Regions from separate parts of the Rattus norvegicus genome. Here region 2 is linked to region 1. Evidence: chromatin contacts called from public Hi-C data. All regions are on one chromosome and are shown on one strand. Each heading gives the region's core, a stretch centred on a gene start, on an enhancer-like site or on the middle of the called end of the contact. The rest is flanking DNA. Distances are from core to core; before and after follow the strand shown.

The links. Hi-C and Micro-C count contacts between places; a contact is called where the count stands out from the background.
Region 2: a Hi-C map of frontal cortex shows a contact between it and region 1, with 2.3 times the contacts expected there. The contact joins two enhancer-like sites.

Annotation. Positions count from the first base shown.
Region 1 is chr2:250,766,298-250,770,591 of GRCr8, forward strand. No RefSeq gene overlaps it. Among named protein-coding and RNA genes, the nearest start is that of Lrrc7, 470 kb to the left of the region's middle. Within about 2 kb of position 1,949, at least 19 of the 93 cell types and tissues checked have an H3K27ac peak or open chromatin away from gene starts, as enhancers often do.
Region 2 is chr2:250,863,928-250,868,079 of GRCr8, forward strand. No RefSeq gene overlaps it. Among named protein-coding and RNA genes, the nearest start is that of Depdc1, 480 kb to the right of the region's middle. Within about 2 kb of position 2,259, at least 3 of the 93 cell types and tissues checked have an H3K27ac peak or open chromatin away from gene starts, as enhancers often do.

The DNA.
Region 1 (4,294 bases), core at 699-3,198:
TGATGATGATGATGATGATAACGATGATGATGATGATGATCACACATTTTCCTGTATCTATCGAAGGCTTCTTCACACTAGGGGCAACTGATACTGTCATTCTTTTGCAGATCAGATGAATGAGGCACTATGAAGGCAATGATCTGCTTGGCTTTATGCAGCTCAGAAGATGCAAAATTAGATTCTGATTCCAAAGCTTGTTGTCAAAGTACAAACTCTTAACCAAAAGGCCCTACTATCCTCCTATAAGTATCTTTTGCTGTGCTTTTTCACATATGTTTGTCAGAATGGAACTAAGACCATGAACTGATTTAGAAGCAGTGTGTTGATATTTGTATGTTGGGTCTAATTCTCTCTTCTTCCTGAAGACACTGCTCATTTCAAGGGTTAGCAAAACATCGTCAAATCCTGTAACTCCATTTTGTAGAGAAAGTTTGGCAGGATGGATACAGCCATAGACATTTGTTTATGTATTATCTTGGCTATGTCTGGACTAATACTGAAGAATCAAGCAGCTTCAATAGAGACTTATATAGCTTGTAAAATCTGAGATATTTATTATCTTGTCTTTTACATCAAAATTTGGCAATTCTTAAATTACTAATAACTGATATATGACCTCATATTCCCTGTTTCCAAACCAACTTTTTTAATTATTTATTTGTATTTATATGAGTACATTGTAACTGTCTTTAGACACAAACTAGAAGAGGGCATAGGATTCCATTACAGATGGTTGTGAGCCACCATGTAGTTGCTGGGAATTGAACTCAGGAACTCTGAAAGAGCAATCAATGCTCTTAATCGCTGAGCCATCTCTCCAGCCCCCAAACCAACATTTAACAGTCACTAATAGTCAATTGAAATGCAAATAATAAACAAATCTGTGGAATATACATGTGATTGGCAAGTAATTGTTGTTATTGATGATGAATTAGATAGAGAAATGGAAGCATTGATAAGTCAAAAATCACAGAGTTGATGGAGCACCAGCTAACAGAACAGTTTTCCTGTGACCTGAGTGTCTCCTCAAATTTTGAGCAAAAGCTCCTTTATTTGACAATGGAAATCATTTAGAAAATGTTTCTTCTTTCTGAGGACCCTGCCATGAAACCTAACAGACCTCACAGAATGCTATAACTTATGAGAAACCCAAATGAGCTAAGTCTAATGAACTATCTACCTTCATATTGGAAAGTGCAGTTGGAAAAGATCTAACTGCAATTCTCCAAAAAACACTGTACAGCAAATGAAAGATAGGGGTGGGGTATGGGTGCTTTTCATTCTGGTACATTCAGAAATTTTGTTTTAACCTTAAATCTCATGATCTTGTACTTAAATGCCAAGCATAAAATTGCCATAGCACCGTGTTCTTACCCTTGAGAGGGACATTGGTTTTAAGCTTCTGATTTTGGCTTTGTGTTGTAGCATGTAGAGAACAATGCCCTCTCAATTATCTGAAAGGAATACTGTGCATGTAGATTTCCAATACACCCACACCCCAGAGATAATGCCAGGGAGCTAATCAAATGCTTTTCTGCCTGCACAACTGTGATACCCAAAGCTGCTAGGAGCATCATTTTTAGACATCCGTGGGAGGGATTCTTTTTGTAATTCCACATTTCGTCTACTCCCACCACATGTCTAGGCTTTGCCTTCCAGAGGCACTGCTACACTTTCAGAGATTTCCCTTTTTCTCCCCTACCTCTTCTCTTCTCTTTGCTCCATACCATCCTCCTCAACTCCCTGCCAAGGACTGGGCTTCTGGGTTAAGTGGCCCTCTAGTGTTAACAGCTGATGTTTTAAGAACTAACAGAACTCTTGTCTGCCAGTGGATCCAGTTCCCCAACTGGGCTGCTTTGTCAGGCACAAAGATGTCCTGCAGTGATTTGATGTGGTTGGTTGGTACTCAGGAGGTCCTCCTCCTTCTCAGAGGAGAAGGGAAGAGGAGGTGGGGTAAGGGACTGTGTGTTGGGGAAAGGGGGCTGGGTGGAGAGGAGTGACTGAGATCCAATGTCAGCCAGTCCTTTCTCTACTCCTAGTATTCCCTCTGGTAAGTTCTCCTCCCATTCCACCTTCCCCTTCTCTTTTGAAGGAAGCCATTCTGGATATCACCCAACCCCGACTAAATTCTCTCCCATGGAGGCCAGACGAGGCAGTCCATTTAGGGACATAGGATCCACAGACAGGCAGACAGGCAACAAGCTCTGGGACAGCCCCTGCTACAGTTGTTAGAGGCCCTGTATGAAGACCAAGTGCTCATCTGCTACATATGTGCAGGGGGCCTAGGTCCAGCCTGTGCTTGATCTTTAATTGATGATTCAGTCTCTGGGAGCCCCCAACGCTCCATGTTAGATGACGCTGTCAGTCTTCCTGTGGAGTTCCTGTCCTCTTTGGGTCCCTCAATACTTCTTTCACCTCTTCCATTAAGACTCCCAGAGGTCCATCTAATGTTTTGGTGAGAGTCTCTGCAGCTCTTTCCATTGGCTGCTGGGTAGATCCTCTCAGAAGACAATGGTTCTAGGTTCCTGTCTGGGAGCATAACAAAATATCATTAATAGTGTTGAGGATTCATTCTTGCCCATCGGATATGTCTATATTTAGGCCAGTCATTGGTTGGCCATTCCTTCAGTCTCTGCTCTATCATTGTCACTGTATATCTTGTAGGCAGGACACATTTTGGGTTAAAGTGTTGTGTGTGGGTTGCTGTCCTTATCCCTACACTAGTTGGCTACAGTGAGTGGCCACATCAGGATCCATATCCCCCATTGATAAGAGCCTTAGCTAGAGTTGCCCCATAGATCCTCTGGGTCCTCTGTCAATCCCAGGTCTCTGCATGTCCTAAAGATTGCCCACTTCTACTACAACCACTCCTTTCTCTCTCTCTTGCTCTCCCTACATATGATCTTCTCCCTACCCCTGACACCCTTCCCATTCCCTGTTCTACACAGGGTTCACTCATACACAGAAGTTCCCTTTATCCTTCCATGGGCCTAAATCTATTTAGTTTCCCCTTCTGAGAAAGATTCAATCATCCTTTTTTGGTTGCTCCTTGTTACTTGGCTTCTTTAGGTCTGATGATTATAGTATGACTATCCTGTACTTTACAACTAATATCCACTTACAAGTGCATAGGTATCATGCATCTCCTTTTGGGTCTGGGTTACCTCACTCAGGATAATATTTTCTTGTTCCATCTTTTGCTTGTGAAATTCACAATGTCTTTGTTTTTAATAACTCTATAGTATTCTATTGTGTAGATGTACCACATTTTCCTTACACATTCTTCCATTGAGAAACATCATGGTTAATTCCAATTTCTGGCTATTATGAATAAAGCTGCCATGCCCATAGTGGAACAAATATCCTTGTGGTATGGTGGACTATATTTTGGGTATATGCCCCAGAGTGGTATAGCTGGGTCTTGAGGTAGAACTATTCCCAATCTTCTGAAAAACTGCCAAATGATTTTTAGACTGTTTGTACAAGTTAGCATATTCACCAACAGTGGAGGAACATTCCCCTTCTTTCACAATCTTGCCATCATGTGGTGTCCTTTGAGTTTTTTTATCATACTCATTCTGATGGGATAAAGTAGAATCTCAGGGTTGTTTTGATTTGCACTTCCCTGATGATTAAGGCCACTGAACTTTTTTGTAGTTGCTTCTCAACGACAGAAGGTTCCTCTGTTGAGAATTCTGTTCAGCTCTGTACCCATTTTTTAATTGGTTTTTTTTCTATTTTTATATTTTTTATTAGATATATTTCTTTACTTACATTTCAAACGTTATTCCCCTTCCCGGTTTCCTGTCCATAAGCCCACATTCCTCCCCCCCCATATGGGTATTACTGCTATCCATCTCCCTTATTGCCCCCCCATATTACCTTGCATTGGGGGTTCAACCTTAGCAGGACCAAGGGCTTCCTTTTAATTGGGTTAGTTGAATCTTTGATGTCTAGCTTTTTGAATTATTTATATATTTTGGATATTAGCCCTCTCTCAGATGTAGGGGTAGTAAAGATCTTTTCTCAATCTGTAGGCTGTCATTTGTTCTAATGACAGTGTCCTTTGACTTACAGAAGCTTTTCAGTTTCATGAGGGCCCATTTATAAATTCTTGACCCTAATGCCTGAGCCATTGGTGTTCTGTTCAGGAAACTGCCTTCTGTACCAACAAAGTATAAGTTATTCTCCATTTTATCTTCTATTAAATTTGTTTTACATTGAAGTCTTTGATCCACTTAGACTTGAGTTTTGTGAAAGGTGATAAGTATGAATCAATTTATGTTCTCCT
Region 2 (4,152 bases), core at 1,009-3,508, 98 kb after region 1:
GTTACATAGTATATTTTTTGTTTCATAACTACATATCAGAACTCAAACTCAAATGAATATTTCTGATCTGTAAATTTATCCATTTCTATTACACATTGAGAAACTAAAAGAAGCCTGTGTTGAATATGGTACAACTATTTGTGGTCTACGTGACAGACTTTGACCTTCTTTTCTACTCCTGGACCTTAACTAATAGAACCTTAATTGTTGTTTGTTTGTTTGGTTGGTTGTTTTTTGGCAGAGCGCTTTGTAGGTCATATAGGTCATATCTTTATTTCTTCCATTTCAGGCAGAAAAATCATGCTAACTTTATTCTTCATGGCAATTTGTTTTTCTACACAAGGACATATATGATTCATCTTTTGCCAATGATATAGAAAAGGGTACTTTGCTAGTAAACAATGCTGTTTATGAATAAAAATCCAAACTCTGTAGAGAATTTTAAGTCTTGTTTTTATCCTTTACTGTTTTAAACTGAAGTCTGATTCTGTTAAAGTCATTTTGTGATCACAAGTGAACAAAACTAGATGGAAGACAATATAAAAGACTAGTGGAATAAAGAGAGAGTTAGAGCTTTTATACAAGCTACTGAACTACTGAATGCTTGATTCAAAGCCAATCACTATGGCCACAGAAGTATATTTTCAAAGAAGTAGGATCTCACTTGTTGTGGTATGAATGTTTGGTTTCCCCAAAGGCTTATTTTGAAATTATTCCCCATGATGTTGTGAGAAGAAGGGGTCTTTGGAAAGGTAATTAGGTCATAAGTAAGACTGGCTCTTTTATGAATGAGAATACAACCCTTCACTTCTTTTAATGTTTGAAGATGGAGCAGGAAGCAGAAAATAAGCCTATCCAGACGTGATCTTCAGTCACTGATCTTGGGTTTGTTGGTTTCTGTAACTGAGAACAGTATCTAATTCTAGGCTATCAGGTCTTGTGTAGTTGGTTATAATAACTCAAGGAGACAAAGGCATTATTCATTTAAGCTCCTGTGTCTCTGTTGATTCACACTAAAACCATTTTAAATTTATATTTCCAATAACTGCTAGGTGTTTCATATGCTACTGGATCCTTTTAATGTTTGATCTTTACAACTACTAGCATAGATATTGCTAATTTTCTTTTATAGATAGAAACCTCTTCTCATAAATTATGTAAATTCACAAGCTATAGAATGATAGTGGAGGCACTTGAACCAAATCCTCTATGAATTAAAAATCTACCTTTCCACTACAAGACTCTGCTTCTATGAAAGAACAAAAGAAAGCTACTTTTAATCATGTAGTTAAAAATCACATTTATCAGGAATCATTAAGTTATATGGAAAACATAAGATATAATTCATATAAGGAGATGATCTTGTTTTAAAAGAAATCTTAATTTAAAAAAACAACCAACCAACCAAACAAACAAAAAAAACCTTTCAGAGCCCGACTCTTCAAGATATGTTGGACCTGGTGGTGACATTTTACTCTCTGTGCCTTACACAGAGTCCTTGCATATATATTAGAGAAGCCCATTTTTAAAAAAATAATTTCTGTGTATTAGAATTTTATCCATTTTACTGATGAGGATAGTATATGGCTTTGTGAGACTAAAATAACTTTGTTGAAGTTGCATCACCTGTTCCTCTGGACAACGGTGCTCACTTTTATAGTATTTGTGCATACAACCTGCCATTTCCCCAGTCTCATTCCAGAACTTTTTCTATATAGCTACATTTTCCTTAGAGTGCATTATACAGCTGTTAATATTTAAGTTAGCAGAAACAAATTTGAATAAGTTTCACATTATAAGATTTGAGATCAGAAGATTTGGATTTCAACCTTGATGCTGTCACAGTATAACAAATGGGTAATGATATTTACATTAAGTATCAAGTCCTGTGTCAACATGAAGGGATAATGATGATGCTACAATACATGTTATTTTGAAGTTCTGAAAGATAATGTAGTTGGATCATTCCCTATTCTCACATTCTCTACATGTACCATAGCAACTGCATTATCTCTGCAGAACTGAAATGCCAGATGCCATCTGTCTTTGTGTGTTGAGCAGTTATCACAACACTACAGATTCAAGTCTTACAAACAGCAAGAATATTTTTCACAATTTTGGAGGGTGAGCAGTTTAACACGGTCATGTTAGGAAGGACTCTTTTGTGGATAGCAGGTGGTGAACTTCTCCTGTGCCTGTATATAAAGGACAAAGCAAATTGACTTCCTTAGAACAGTATGACAATGGTATAAATCCTCCCATGAGTGCTCTGCTTCTATAACCTAGTCCTTTACCAGCAGTCCTACCTCTTTACACCATAACATTAGAATTATGGTTGAACACTAGGACTTGAAGGGAGCACAGATATTCAAATCAAACTCTTTGTCATGTCCCCTCAAATTTTATGTCATATTCACATGAAACTTAATTAATTAATTCCATCCTTAATATCTTTGATTCACCATCAATTAAAAAGTCAAATGTCCAGACAACTTAAATTTCATCCTAATAATGTATAGTCATAAGAAAAAAATCATTGTGAAACAAACTTGCCATCACCTGTGAAGTTTCTTTGATTTGGGAAGGCTTTCCCCAAACCCTACACCTTCAAGGCTTGATCCTTGTTTCTGTCGGGGGTGGGTACTGCTGGCAAATGGGAGAGATAGAATCTGGTGGGACATTTTAGGTCATTACCCATGAAGTTTCTTCCCTTCTCACTTTCTTACCCTATTCAACATGTTCCAGATGGAGGCCAATTGATGGTAGAAAGAAATCTCCAAGATCACAAGCCAAAAATATACTGTTGCTGTACAATTATAATTTTTTTCTTTTATCCTGCACTAGATCCGGCACCAGAGCTTCCCAAGACATCTGTTAGATATATTCATCTCAGGCAGCAAAGCATCTCATTCGCTTTGCTCCATCCCATATCACACTGTCTATGGCTACTCTCTTAGCCTGGCAACAATCTTTCTACCTGTCTAGTTCCCAAGGCAGGTTGCAATCATGCCAGACATACACATCCATGGCGGCCCAGTGTCCAGCCACCACCACCTCTCTTGAATTCAATTAAATCACCACATGATAGAACACACAATACAATAACCTCTGATCCAATTGATAATCTATAATTGCTCACCTAGACGTACAAAGCCCTGTACATGTCCATGCCTTAAGAATATCCATAACAACCTATAAATGTGCAGAGAGGAATCATAACATCTGCCTCCATGTTCTCTCGGCTGCTCATCCTTCCTTGCTCCAGTCTCCTCCTCCTCTGAAAAACTTTTCTACCATCTATTATTCCTTCTCTTCCAATGACAGACCTCATTCTATCTTGTACCTGCATAATGGCATGATCTTACAATAGACCATTAATTTTTAAGTTGATTATCTCTAATATTTATTACAACAATAGAAAACTGACTTACACAGCATCCTTTTAATCAATTAAAGTGTGAAATGTAAGCAAAGAAATATATCTGATAAAAAAATCAAGTGTCCATAAGTGTGTGGGCTTATTTCTGGGTCTTTGACTCAATTCCAATGATCAACCTATATGTTTTTATACTAATACCATACAGTTTTTATTATTATTGCTCTTCAGAACATTTTGAAATCTGGGTTGGTGATACTTCAAGAAGTTCTTTAATGAACAGTACCATTTTAGCTATTCAGGAGATGAGGTTTACTTATCATGATGATTGATGTTTTGATGTGTTCTTGGATTTGGCTTGGTAGTATTTTATTGAGTATTTTTGTATCAATATTCAAAAGAAAAAATTGGTCTGAATTTCTCTTTATTGAGTTTTTGTGTTGTTTAGGTATCACGATGATTGAGGCCTCATAGAATATATCTGTCAATGTTCCTTCTGTTTATATTTTGTGGAATAATTTGAAGTATACTGATGTTAGTGCTTTTTTGAATGTCTGGTAGATTTCTGCCATAAAACCATTTGGTCCTGGAATATTTTTCTTTATTGAGATACTTTTCATTACTGCTTCTATTTTCTTAGGGACTATAGGACCATGAAGATCATTTACCTGATCTTGATTTAACTTTGGTAAATGGTGTCTGTCTTGAAAATTATCCATTTTGTTTAGATTTATTTTTAGGATCACAGACTTTTGAAGTAAGACTTAATGATTTTT